2 separate regions of the Mus musculus genome follow, and region 1 is linked to region 2. Evidence: chromatin contacts called from public HiChIP or PLAC-seq data. All regions are on one chromosome and are shown on one strand. The core of a region is the stretch at or near the end of the contact, and the rest is flanking DNA. Distances in the headings are between cores, read along the strand shown.

Region 1 (5,540 bases), core at 1,504-4,003, 250 kb before region 2:
TAGTGTATAACACAATCTCTTAAACCAGCTGCAATTTAACAAAATTATTTATTAAAATTGCCTAGAATTTACATTCAGAGGCAAAAATAGGCATACCTTGATAAAGTACATGAAGAAACATAACATGAACAATATTTTTTAATTAATTATATTATAAAACCAGAAACCACAGCCATCAAAACGTAACTTAAAAAATCCTCTGACCTTGAAAATTTTATCTATTAAATCTCAATATCAATCTCAGTTGATTCTGAGAATTTCTAGAAAAAAAACCCCACAACAATAATCTTTAAGATCAGCTGAAGAATGTTCAGAATAAAAATGAGAGATCATCAATACAAACTAGGAACTGAAATAAATGCGTTTCAGTGGGAGAGGATATACCTGCAGTGACCTGAGGTGCCAGGGTACATTGATAAGAAAGGGAGACTCCCCCGCCCCACCCCACCCCCGCTCAGAGGGAAAGGTGAATGGGGAGGGGAGGGGTCATAAGAGAGGGGACTGGGAAGAGGGGTGATTGCAATCAGATGCAAAGTGAATAAATAAATGGTAAAAGAAATAAATAGCCAGGCATAGTGGCGCACACCTTTAATCCCAGCACTTGGGAGGCAGAGGCAGGCATATTTCTGAGTTCAAAGCCAGCCTGGTCTACAAAGTGAGTTCCAGACATCCAGGACTATACAGAGAAACCCTGTCTCAAAAAACAAAAAGCAAACAAACAAACAAAAAAAACAATAAATAAATAAGTTAATTATCCCACTCAAAAATATATTTAAAAACAATAGTTTTTTTCCCGCAGATTTATTTAATTTTATTTTTGACTAAGCAACATGAAACAAATCCTAATAGATTAACCACATTTGGCATTTTACTAGGGAAAGGCAAACCATCATACAATGCAGGATTCATCCTTTTCAGCCTGAAAGAGAGGAGGTGAGATAAAATATTGGGTAAGCAAATATACTATCATCTTTCACGTAGAAGATTACTGTTACCACAAATTGGCTTTTATTTTTCTCTCTTTAAAAAAATTACATATTTTCTAAATATTTTGTGGAAGAGTCAGAAGCCATGCCAAGCCAATGAGCATCCTGAAGCTCACAGGCTGCAGTCAGCTGGCTGCCTCAGAAGCTGTAAGGGCTCCCTGGGCAACGGTTGGTTTTCAGTCTGGAACAACACAGTGGGAACCACCCCGGAATAAGCCTGGGAGCTGACACGGGAGCTGATATCACCTCAGGAAGGAAGGACGCTCGCATGGAGACCCTTGGAGCTCTGTCAGGTAAGAAGAGCCAAGCAAGGGCAGTCTGAGCTTTAGTGGATAACGGCTACAATGACATAAAAGCAAGATGTTCTCCGATGACAAGCTCCTGAATCAGCAACAAATTAAACCTAACAGCAAGATATAAAATTACATACAGAAATTATGGTCGTCGTTTGGGGCAACAAGCACTCATGAGGAAGAAGAGATAGGATGAGGCTCTTTTACAGTGCAGATGCAAAAGGGACTACGCTATAAGCAAGACATGTAAGCATCCTATATGGAAAACACTAGAAAGTCTTGTTGAATGTCACAGAACTGGATTTTCAATAAAAGGAAAGATAAATTCCGTTCTCCAATGGGAAAGCACATCAAATTATTCTCCGTTTCTCCAAAAGTATTTTAATGAAGCTATATTCTATTGTTTATATGGGAAAAAATAATGTAAAAGCAAGCCGCAATGAGGCAGGCCTAAGCCCTTTCAGACATTGCAATACGCTGCACAGACTACAATTAAAAAGGATAAATTTCGAATATGACAATATCTAATCAATGTGGAAAAGAAAAATTATATAGATCAGGACTCATGTACAGTGTAGAAATTGACATAGGTGGTATCTCACATCCCTAGAAGTAAAGAGGAAAAGGAATTTTATAAAGTTATCTTGTTAGAATAGGTAGACAGTCATTTGAAAACCGAAAAATCATCTAGGTAAAATTTCCACCAGTCTTACCAATATGCAGAAACAGTCAAATAGAGAGAGTGAAGGATACTCTGGGAGGAGACCCATCCTAGTCAATGTCAAGAAAACAGCAAAGAGGGGGTGGAGAACTGAACTAAATGGAATGAAGACCGATAATTGACATCTAAATGTGTTATGTAATCAACTTAATCCTAGATTTAAATTCTACCAACAAACGATAAAGTAAAAATTGAATATTTTTTGGAACAACTGAGGAAATTAAATCATATTAACTCTATCAGATAGAGGTTACTAAACTTGTTACATTTCTTGACCCCTGCTGTATTTTAAGCCTGTAGTCAAATATGGGCACATACGTAGCAGAATTCGAGTATATTCTTGTTGCTCAGAATCAGGGAGATAAGAGGGGTGGAGATTGAAGCTGCCACCCAGAGACTAGAAATCGGGGATGCTGCAAAATACTAAGTCACTTCACCTTATGGACACATTGTATGATCACCTAGCCCGAATCTCTACCACCACGGGTGCTTGAGAAACCCCGATGGAGAAAAATCGCTTATTCTGAGAAACTAGGTTGAAGCACAGGATCTCGCCGCTTACACAGGTCTAGTATGGATGTTATCTCTGGGGGAAGGTAGACACTGTTCACAACTAATTCAGAATCCAGTGTGTGTTCTTCCGCCCACAGCACCAGCGGCGACTGGTTCCTAGCCGCAGCTCAGCCAGCAGCCAAAGCTAAGCGGTGGGCGTGACCTGCTCTGTGGGAGGAGCCTTAAGGTAGGCGGGACGTGGACCGGCACCGCGCGTGCGTAGAGCTGTCAGCCGCACCCAGGCCGCGCTTCTAGCAAAGTTGCAAAGCAACGGGCAGACCTGTCAGAACGGTGAAGATCCCGGCGATGGAAAAAAGGCGAAACTGCTCCGCGTAGGCTGCTCGGAGTGGCATCGCACCTTGTTCGAGTCCGAAGAAGTTCCCGCTTCTCTAAGCCGGCTGAAGGGATGCGAGTCTCCTCTTGTCCCAACGGGACTGTGTCCTGACACAGAGTGGACTCCGCCCCAAGAGTGCGAGCGTCCTGAGCGTTCAGGGCATCCTGAGCCGCGGAAGGCATCCGGCCACACCCCGCTCTTTACCCGCCAACGCCAGCCCAGGTAAAAAGAAAAAAACTTTACGTGCTTTAAGATTCCTCTGGAGAGTCGCCAATTAGAGAGTTACCAGTTCTGTGACCACCCCACCCCCGCCCCCCAGGAAGAGCGAAATCTGTCACGTACTCATCTTTCACAACCTTGCATAGGAGGAGGAAACACCCACTCACGGCCGCCGGCCTTAAACGCTTGCAGATTTGCGATGGCAGGCAAATCCTTCACTTTCTGGGAGCTGGCGCCGCGTCTCTGGTGCTTGCAGAAAGGATCCAGTTTCTGTAAGGATGCCCAGGCTTCGATTGCACCTGGTTCTGAACACCAGCCCAGGAATCCCACGTACCTGTTTGCGCCTCCTCCCCTGGCCGGTTACCAGTCAAGACCGCCAGGAACCTCTTAGAACAGTAGCCAAACCGGCTAGTCTTTTATTCTGAATCGGTCACTTTCCGTGGCTAGTAAAGTCCAACACTTTGGATAAATTGGCTTAGTGTAAAAAGGTAAACTATTGTGTTTTGATAATGTCTCTTTTGCTGTGATATGTCCAGTGTGATCATTTAAAACATACTGAAAAGTGTATAGAAGAATGTTGAAATTCTACATAATCCCAACAAACTTAAAACAACTTGAAAAGCTTTATGTATGCTTTTAACCCTCTTTTTTTTTCAGTGCTCACTTGGTAAGACCACTTACTGAACAACTAGGTTGTTGAAGCTGTTTAACATTTGTTGAAAAACAGCACAGAAAATAGTATGCCGATTACAAATGCAGTTCAGTACTTAAACAAACATACTCTGGCAACAGTCTAGATGATATAATCTAGTACAAGCCTCCTTCATCGCAGTCCGTAACAAAGAAAGCACACTCATGCTAAATATAGACACTGCCTTAGCATTAAGTATTCTAATTGTTCTTTCTGTCATAATAGTTATCCATCCAATAGTCTGCAGTGCCCTGCTCCTTTCATTCCACACTGTATTTGAGTTTATGCATGCTGTTTCACGCAATTGGGTCGTTTAAAAATATTCTTTTACTCTTATGTTGTGTGGTCTCCAGTGTTTTGGATATACACAAAATATTGTATTAATAATGGTAATAATGAGATATGGTTCAAGCCATACAATTCATCCATTTAAAGTATGTGATTTGGGTTTTTTTTTATATTCACTTTGTGGGACCATAACTATCAGGTCATAGATGCCCTCCAAAGATAGCCCTTATCCCTCAAGCCCCAAACAACCGACAATCTTGCCTATAGACTTGCCTGTTGGGATCATTCTCTAAAAGTCCAATCGTGTAGTAAGCAAATAATGTGTGGCCAATTTCCCTTAGTGATACTGTACATTTATCTCCAGGTTTCGTGTTCTTACAAATAGTGCTCACATGGGTAAATATTAATCTTACCTGTTGTCACATGAATACACCTCTCGATATATATGCCTGTATGTTGAATAGCTCAGACATCTCCTGTGCTTACAGTTAGAGTTACAGTGCGAGCTTTTCATGTGTACTGTTACACTAGCCTGGTCTGATAAGAATTCTCAGTATTCCACCTTCCCCAACATCCGGTGGTTGTATAGTGTTAATTTACAAAAACCTCTGTTAACTGATGGCAGAATCATGCCATTATTAACCACTAATATATCCTCTTTAGTAAAGGGCTCTTCAGCTGTGTCTATTGATTGCCAGTCACACTTGACTTCAAACTTATAAATTCTGACTGTGCTCCACCACCAAATGCATTTTTCTCCTCTGCAGTTTGTATTTTAACTCTCTCACTGTTAGATTATTATAAATGTGTAGTTCCCCCCCCCCCCGGTAAATTGAGTACCTTGGCTAAGCTATAAATAATCATTTCCTACCCACAAGGTCACAAGAATGTTCACCTATAGCATCCTCTTATGTGTGAGTGTTTGATGTACTACCTACAATTAATTTGAGGGAATCTCGTGTAAGAGTCTTTTTAATTTGATTACCCAATTGACCTAAATCTTCCTTTTAAAGTGGAAACTTCTTCTCTCACAATTCTACGCTATCACCTTGATCACAAATCAAAAGAAACAGATTTCTAGAGGCTGGGATTTGTAGAAAAGGAACATGGAATACCACACCAAGTAGCGTAAACAGTTTTGCTAAGGGTTGATCTCATAGGTGAAGGCAGAGAATTTCAAGAGAAACACAGATAATCTGGAAAGAATGGAATGGAAATGCTAGAACTGAGGAAAATAACTGGAGCCATCGGAGGTTATCAAGAGAGTTGGTACACAGGGCATACTTGACTAAACTTAGAATTTTTCTGAAGTTAATGTGTATTGAAAAAATGTTGTTGTTGTTGTTTTGGTGGTGGTGGTGGTGGTGGTGGTGGTGGTTGAATAGCCAAGGTTTGGGTAGCTTATAAAATAGTATGAGGCACCTAACACACATGATATGACATTCCCTGAAGGGCA
Region 2 (5,384 bases), core at 2,855-5,354:
TGTTTTTAGCATTTATTTATTTTGTGGACACGTGAGAGTGTGGGGTGCCAAAGGTGTGCCTGTGAATGTCAGAAGACAACTTTCTGGAGTCAGGTCTCTGCCTCCACCGTATGGAAAGCAGGTTATGGGGATTGGAGGTGTGCCTTTCTTTAGGGAAGCCATCACCTCAGTTCTTGTGACCTTTTTGATAACTGCTTCTGATATGTGTGGAGGTTTGCTTTCCATAGCTTCATAACTTGCTTTAAAATCAAGCACGGTGTACCAGTTTGCCACAGGAACTATCTAAGAAGCCCAACAGTCCATGGTTTTGTTTGGTTTGTTTTTTAATGTTAAGTAGAAGGGGCTGGAGAGATGGCTCAAGGGCTAAGAGCAATGGTTGCTCTTTCAGAGGCCAGAGGACCCGGGTTCAATTCCCATCTTTCTCTCCAGTTCCTGGTGATCCGATGCCTTCCTCTGACTTCCTTGGGCACCAGGCACATTCTGAATGCATGGTGCTCAGACATGCATTCAGACAAACATTCAAACACCTCGTCAACAAACAAACAGAAATCGCTTAAAGATTTCATTCACAGAGCACACGTTTCCAGGGCACAGAAGTTATGACGGCATCCCCATCACTTCCGTAGAACCACCCGTGAACTTGCCAGGCTTACTAAGACAATGTGGTTCTCGGATTACCTGTCACGGAGCATATGCAGGAAACTGACCTCCCAAACTGGAAGTTTGGGCCGAGTTGGGTTGGCATAATCGCATCTTTGTTCCACTTTCAAGACTTGTTCTAACCCCTCACTCTATTCCCAGGGAGAATAACGTGACACAAGTCAAGGATAGCTTCAAGGACACAGCTGAGCCTCCAAGATAAGGCGAGGAGTACAATTTGAGACAGGAGGAGTGGAGAACACGTTGTGTAACTCAAGTAGATTTATTCTCCTCCCTCTATGTCCTAGGGAGGTCTACAGGGAGGAGGGGGAGAGGCCTGTTTAGAGAGAGGCCCTGAATACAAAAAGCTAGGGATTCAACCCCAACAAGGGAACTGGGAGGGATTTGTGGGAAGACCACAATAAAATAAGCAATGGATAAGTAATGCCCTCCTCCCCCATTCCCAAACCTTGGTGGGGGTTGGGGGGTGCGCAGATGAAACCTCAAAGTTCCGAGAGCAGGTCTTGGCTTTTAACAACTGATAATCAAGCGGAAAGGATTTTAGAGAATATCCTCCCAAGGTTAATTACTGAAGTTTTATTAAGAACCGGCACTACCTCCAAAACCTCTGGTGATTCCCACGGTGGAATGAGTTGACTCCCATGTATTAAGAAATCACAGAATTCCGTGTAAGTAGCTCCCTTGGTTTTTGTCTCAGTCTGATTTCTGTTGCGATTTTAGAATACTTAAGATTAGGGACCTCGCGGAAAGGAAAGTGGTCCACGTGTGTGCATGCATCGTTCAGGAGATCTCCAGTTAAAAGGCTGGCGAGTCATCCGGCAACGACCCTCGTGAAGCCTCAACTCATGACAGGAAAACAGAAGGCCACACAGACTTGTGCTAGAGCCAGAAAACACAAGGGGTGGACGCCCCCTTGTCATAACCTGCTCCCTTGGGAACTCACCCACAGGAGCAACGTCAATCCATTTACAAAAGCTTTCCTCTCGTGACCTAAACTCCTCCTCTTAAGGAGCCACTTCTCAACGCCGCCACTGGAGAATGAAGGGGGACAGAAATGCTCAAACCACAGCCAGGTACAATGTGAATTCCAACTGCAAACTTCGAGTTCTAACGGAGTTTCCATATGCACTTTAATCAAGAGTGAATGGGAATACAACCTCCTGGAGAAGGAGCTCAATAAATGGAGGGTAGTCTGGCATAGCTTCGAGGGGTAGGAGCTGTGAGGAAGGTAATCAGACCTGGCGTCGTGAGGTAGGAGATGTGAGTTGCACAGGGCTACCCCTGCCTAGCCTAGGCTTAATGTTCCACTCTGTTAAATCAGTAACGGGGCTTGGCATGTAGCTAAGTGTCGAGTGCTTGCTCAGTGTGCATGTTGCAGGCCCTAAAACTGCTCCCTACCACTACCAAAAATGGGAGGTGCAGAGTGGAACTCTCAAAATGTAAGTTTTGAACAAGAAACTGGAGGGCAGAGGGTGTTCGTTTGTTTATTTGTTTGTTTGTTTCATTTCGCTTAAAGCAGCAACTTACTTGGTTGTTAAGCGCCAAACATAGCCAAACAAATGGCTATGTTGACAATTTAACATATCAAAGCGTACCGGGCCTCTGGATTCTCCCAGCATCCCTCAGTCCTCATCAGTTATAGCTGGCATACCCCACCGGCTACCCTGGACTCTTCAGCCCTGGGGCTGCACTGCCCTTCCTGCCAAGGCTCTTCTCTACATAATCCAATCATTTTGGTTACCCACCCCTTTTGTGCCTTTGGCCTCTTTGATATTGCATTTGGTTCTTGTCTCCACCCAATCCCTTCTCCTCCCGTACTACTCTCGACTCTCCCAGATGTGTCTGCCTCTGGCTATGCTCTCCCAGATTCTCACATATGTACAGTAAACTTTCTTCTCCGCCATACCTAGCCATGTGTTTTCTTTCCTTTTTATCTCTTTTCGTTTTTTCATTGACTGGTCTCACAACAAACTGATACGTACATGGATTGCAGATCTTCTCTGCCATGTTCCTGTTCTTGGTTGTCATACTGATCAGAGAGCACTCAAAACACACTGTGATTCAAAGACACTGTGTCTTCCTTACCAACTATGTGTGCTACTGTTCATTAATACTAGTATACAAATCATGTCAGGTTTGAATTTACTCAGTTCCAAATTTGACTTTGTATTTTACAGATATCGGACCTGCCATCCTAAGTGAACAGTTTTTCGTAGCATGGTTTCCATTATGCCTGACTGCATTGTGTCTGCCTTTTTTTAGTGTGCCCAGCCCATTGGAAACAACTCCATTCACAAGTCTCCGAGCCATAGCCACACCCACAATCTACTCAACTGTCTTTAATCCTCTCTCTAACTCAGACGTTTGGACCATCTAGGGAAGCAATGGTCTTTACTTAGGAGTACAGACTGGTCTTTAATTTCGTCCTTCTTGGCTCCTAATGCTACTGGCTGAGGAGATCAGCACGTTTCCTAGGGCCAGGCTGAAGCAGTTCTGCCCTACCAGGACTTGATGACTGAACAGAAACTGAAATCCTAAAAGTTATTTTTCTTTGCTTCCTCCTCCTTCTCCTCCTCCTCCTCCTCTTCCTCCTTCTTCTCCTCCTCCTCTTCCTTCCCCTCTCATCTTCCTTCCTCCCTATTTTCCTCTTCCTCTTCTCTTCCTCCTCCTCTGCTTCCTCTTCTCATCCCCTCCTCCTTTCTTCTCCTCCTCCTCTCCTCATCATCCATTCCTCTTTCCTCCTCTCTTCCTCCCCCCTTCCTCCTCCTCCCTCCTCCTCCTCTTCCTTCCTCATTGTAGAGGTTGGTCCACACCAGTATTAATCCCCCACACATTGTTTCATGTTATTTTGCTTCCTTTAAGCTAACTTTTAAAGGGTTATGTCTACAGAAGCCAGGGGAACACACAGCTGGGCCCGATATACTTTCTGGTTGCAGGAAAAATTGTAAGATCTGGAGATCGCCTATTCTGGAGGGCAAAAAAAAGAGAAATGGCTAAATGTATATGAATGCTGCAGAAGAGGGGATGGGTAAAATGGACAGAAGGTGAAGCCAGGACGGAGGAAAAGGCTACAGTCGGGACATTCAGAAGTTCATTTGCATTCCACATTCCTCTTGCCATCATGATTGAAGGAAGCCATTGCTCAAGTTGTTGCTTAAGTACAGTAGAAAACTAATTTAGATGCTCTCAACTTAATTCATGCAATGGCTGTGAACTCTGCTATTTTGGCTTCCTAGAGTAGGTATAGAAGTGCTTAGCATAGATGAATACTGAAAAATAAACTATATAAAATAAAATACTATGTAAACTATATAAAGCCCTCTCAGGTGCTTCGTTTCTCTTGATTTTATTTGATTTTTGATGGGTTTTGGATCCGCACATACTGTGTGCCAGGCAGCAGGTGAGGGACTTTTATTATTAAGAGTCATGGTCAAAGGCCTGTCTTCAGGGATCATAGACGCCAGAGGAGAAGCACACAGATACATGAAAAAGTTGACTCTCAACTCGAGCTAACTGGGAAACGCGGGGAAGGGAGGCTACAGATAGATAACTCTCTTCTCCATGGGCGCAGCTTCCCAGGGAATGACAGGGCAGTCACAGGGTTTACTGGAGGAAATCCTTGAAGGTTTTAACTTTTTTCCTTCTTGTACGTTCCTGGATTTGACTTTCTTCTTTATTGAAACATTTTTTCCTTCAATCTTTAGACGTTGGACATTTACCTCAGGTTGGAAGAAACATACAGAGGAAGACACAGTTCCTGACACCAAGGGGTTTTTCCCAGTAAAGAGTTCTCAAAGTAAATGAGGCTCTAACAGGAAATGGCTAAGCAGCCGGTCTTAACTGCAGAGACACTGGGCTTCCCCACTGGCGGACCCCGGAGACAAGAATGCGTTTGCATTTATTTGGGGGGTGATCACAGAACGCAGCAGGAGGGAAGTGAGGAAGTTAGATGAGGAAGCCTGCTAAATGGTAATAAAAGTAGCATTACCGAGCAGTTTTCTGCTGTGAACAACTGGAGCGCCATCCTACTGGGGCACCCTGAGGAAGCCATAGAAGGTGCCTCATTCAGGCGAAATCTCCGGGCAGCCTTGCCCTGCTGTGTTCCAGGTTTGACCGGAAAGTCCACAGGAAGCTGCTCACAACCCAACATTGTCCATGGAAGGTGGTACCTCCAGGAGAAATCGGGTTGGCGAAGGCTGGGAGTCGAGGGTACGCTGGGGGATATAGATGGTGTCAATGATACAGGGTGGAATGTGGTTCCAGATGTAACTAGGAGAAGCTGCTGGGGAGTGGCAGCGCTCTCAGCAAGGTCACACAAAGAAGGAGATGCTGACGAAGGAGTGCTGACCTTGGCAGGAGTGACTGTAAGACTGAAACAGATGGAAAAGAGCATCCAGTTGTCACAAGAGACTAGGATCCCTGGGGAGAGGAAGTTCATGAATACCAGGGAAAGGAGGTACAGGGAATACAACTAAAAAGACAAACGATAATCAGCTTCAGACCTCTTCCAATATACTTCCTAGCAATTTTATTTTTATTCATATATTTTAGCACGTTATTAGTTGCTTCTTCGTCCCACCCCACCCCACCCCCACCAAGCCAGACAACATAGGCAAACGTGATCCTGTAGATAACAGGAAGACTACATAGGTTTGATTACTGGAGTGACATGATTACATTTTTATCTTGGCAAGATTGCTCTAGAAATCTCAGAATGTTGGGGA

Evidence for each region. HiChIP or PLAC-seq counts read pairs in DNA pulled down with a chosen protein or histone mark.
Region 1: a contact with region 2 is called in an H3K27ac HiChIP or PLAC-seq map of embryonic stem cells, with 8 read pairs. The contact joins the promoter of Dubr here to the enhancer-like site in region 2. A contact is called at or near these places in 6 of 39 promoter capture datasets (the C10 cell line, liver, neural stem cells and 1 more), 3 of 484 Hi-C or Micro-C datasets (bone marrow-derived macrophages and embryonic stem cells), 8 of 115 datasets of contacts at active chromatin or transcription factors (acute myeloid leukemia, bone marrow-derived macrophages, embryonic stem cells and 1 more) and 1 of 9 other capture datasets (embryonic stem cells).

Annotation. Positions count from the first base shown.
Region 1 is chr16:50,729,986-50,735,525 of GRCm38.p6, reverse strand. Dubr (Dppa2 upstream binding RNA) reads left to right here and starts at 2,753. Exons shown (of 2, transcript NR_028300.1): 1 at 2,753-3,108.
Region 2 is chr16:50,481,706-50,487,089 of GRCm38.p6, reverse strand. No RefSeq gene overlaps it. Among named protein-coding and RNA genes, the nearest start is that of Gm32231, 5.5 kb to the right of the region's middle. Within about 2 kb of position 4,104, at least 20 of the 459 cell types and tissues checked have an H3K27ac peak or open chromatin away from gene starts, as enhancers often do. A contact at or near this core is called in embryonic stem cells, where this site is marked.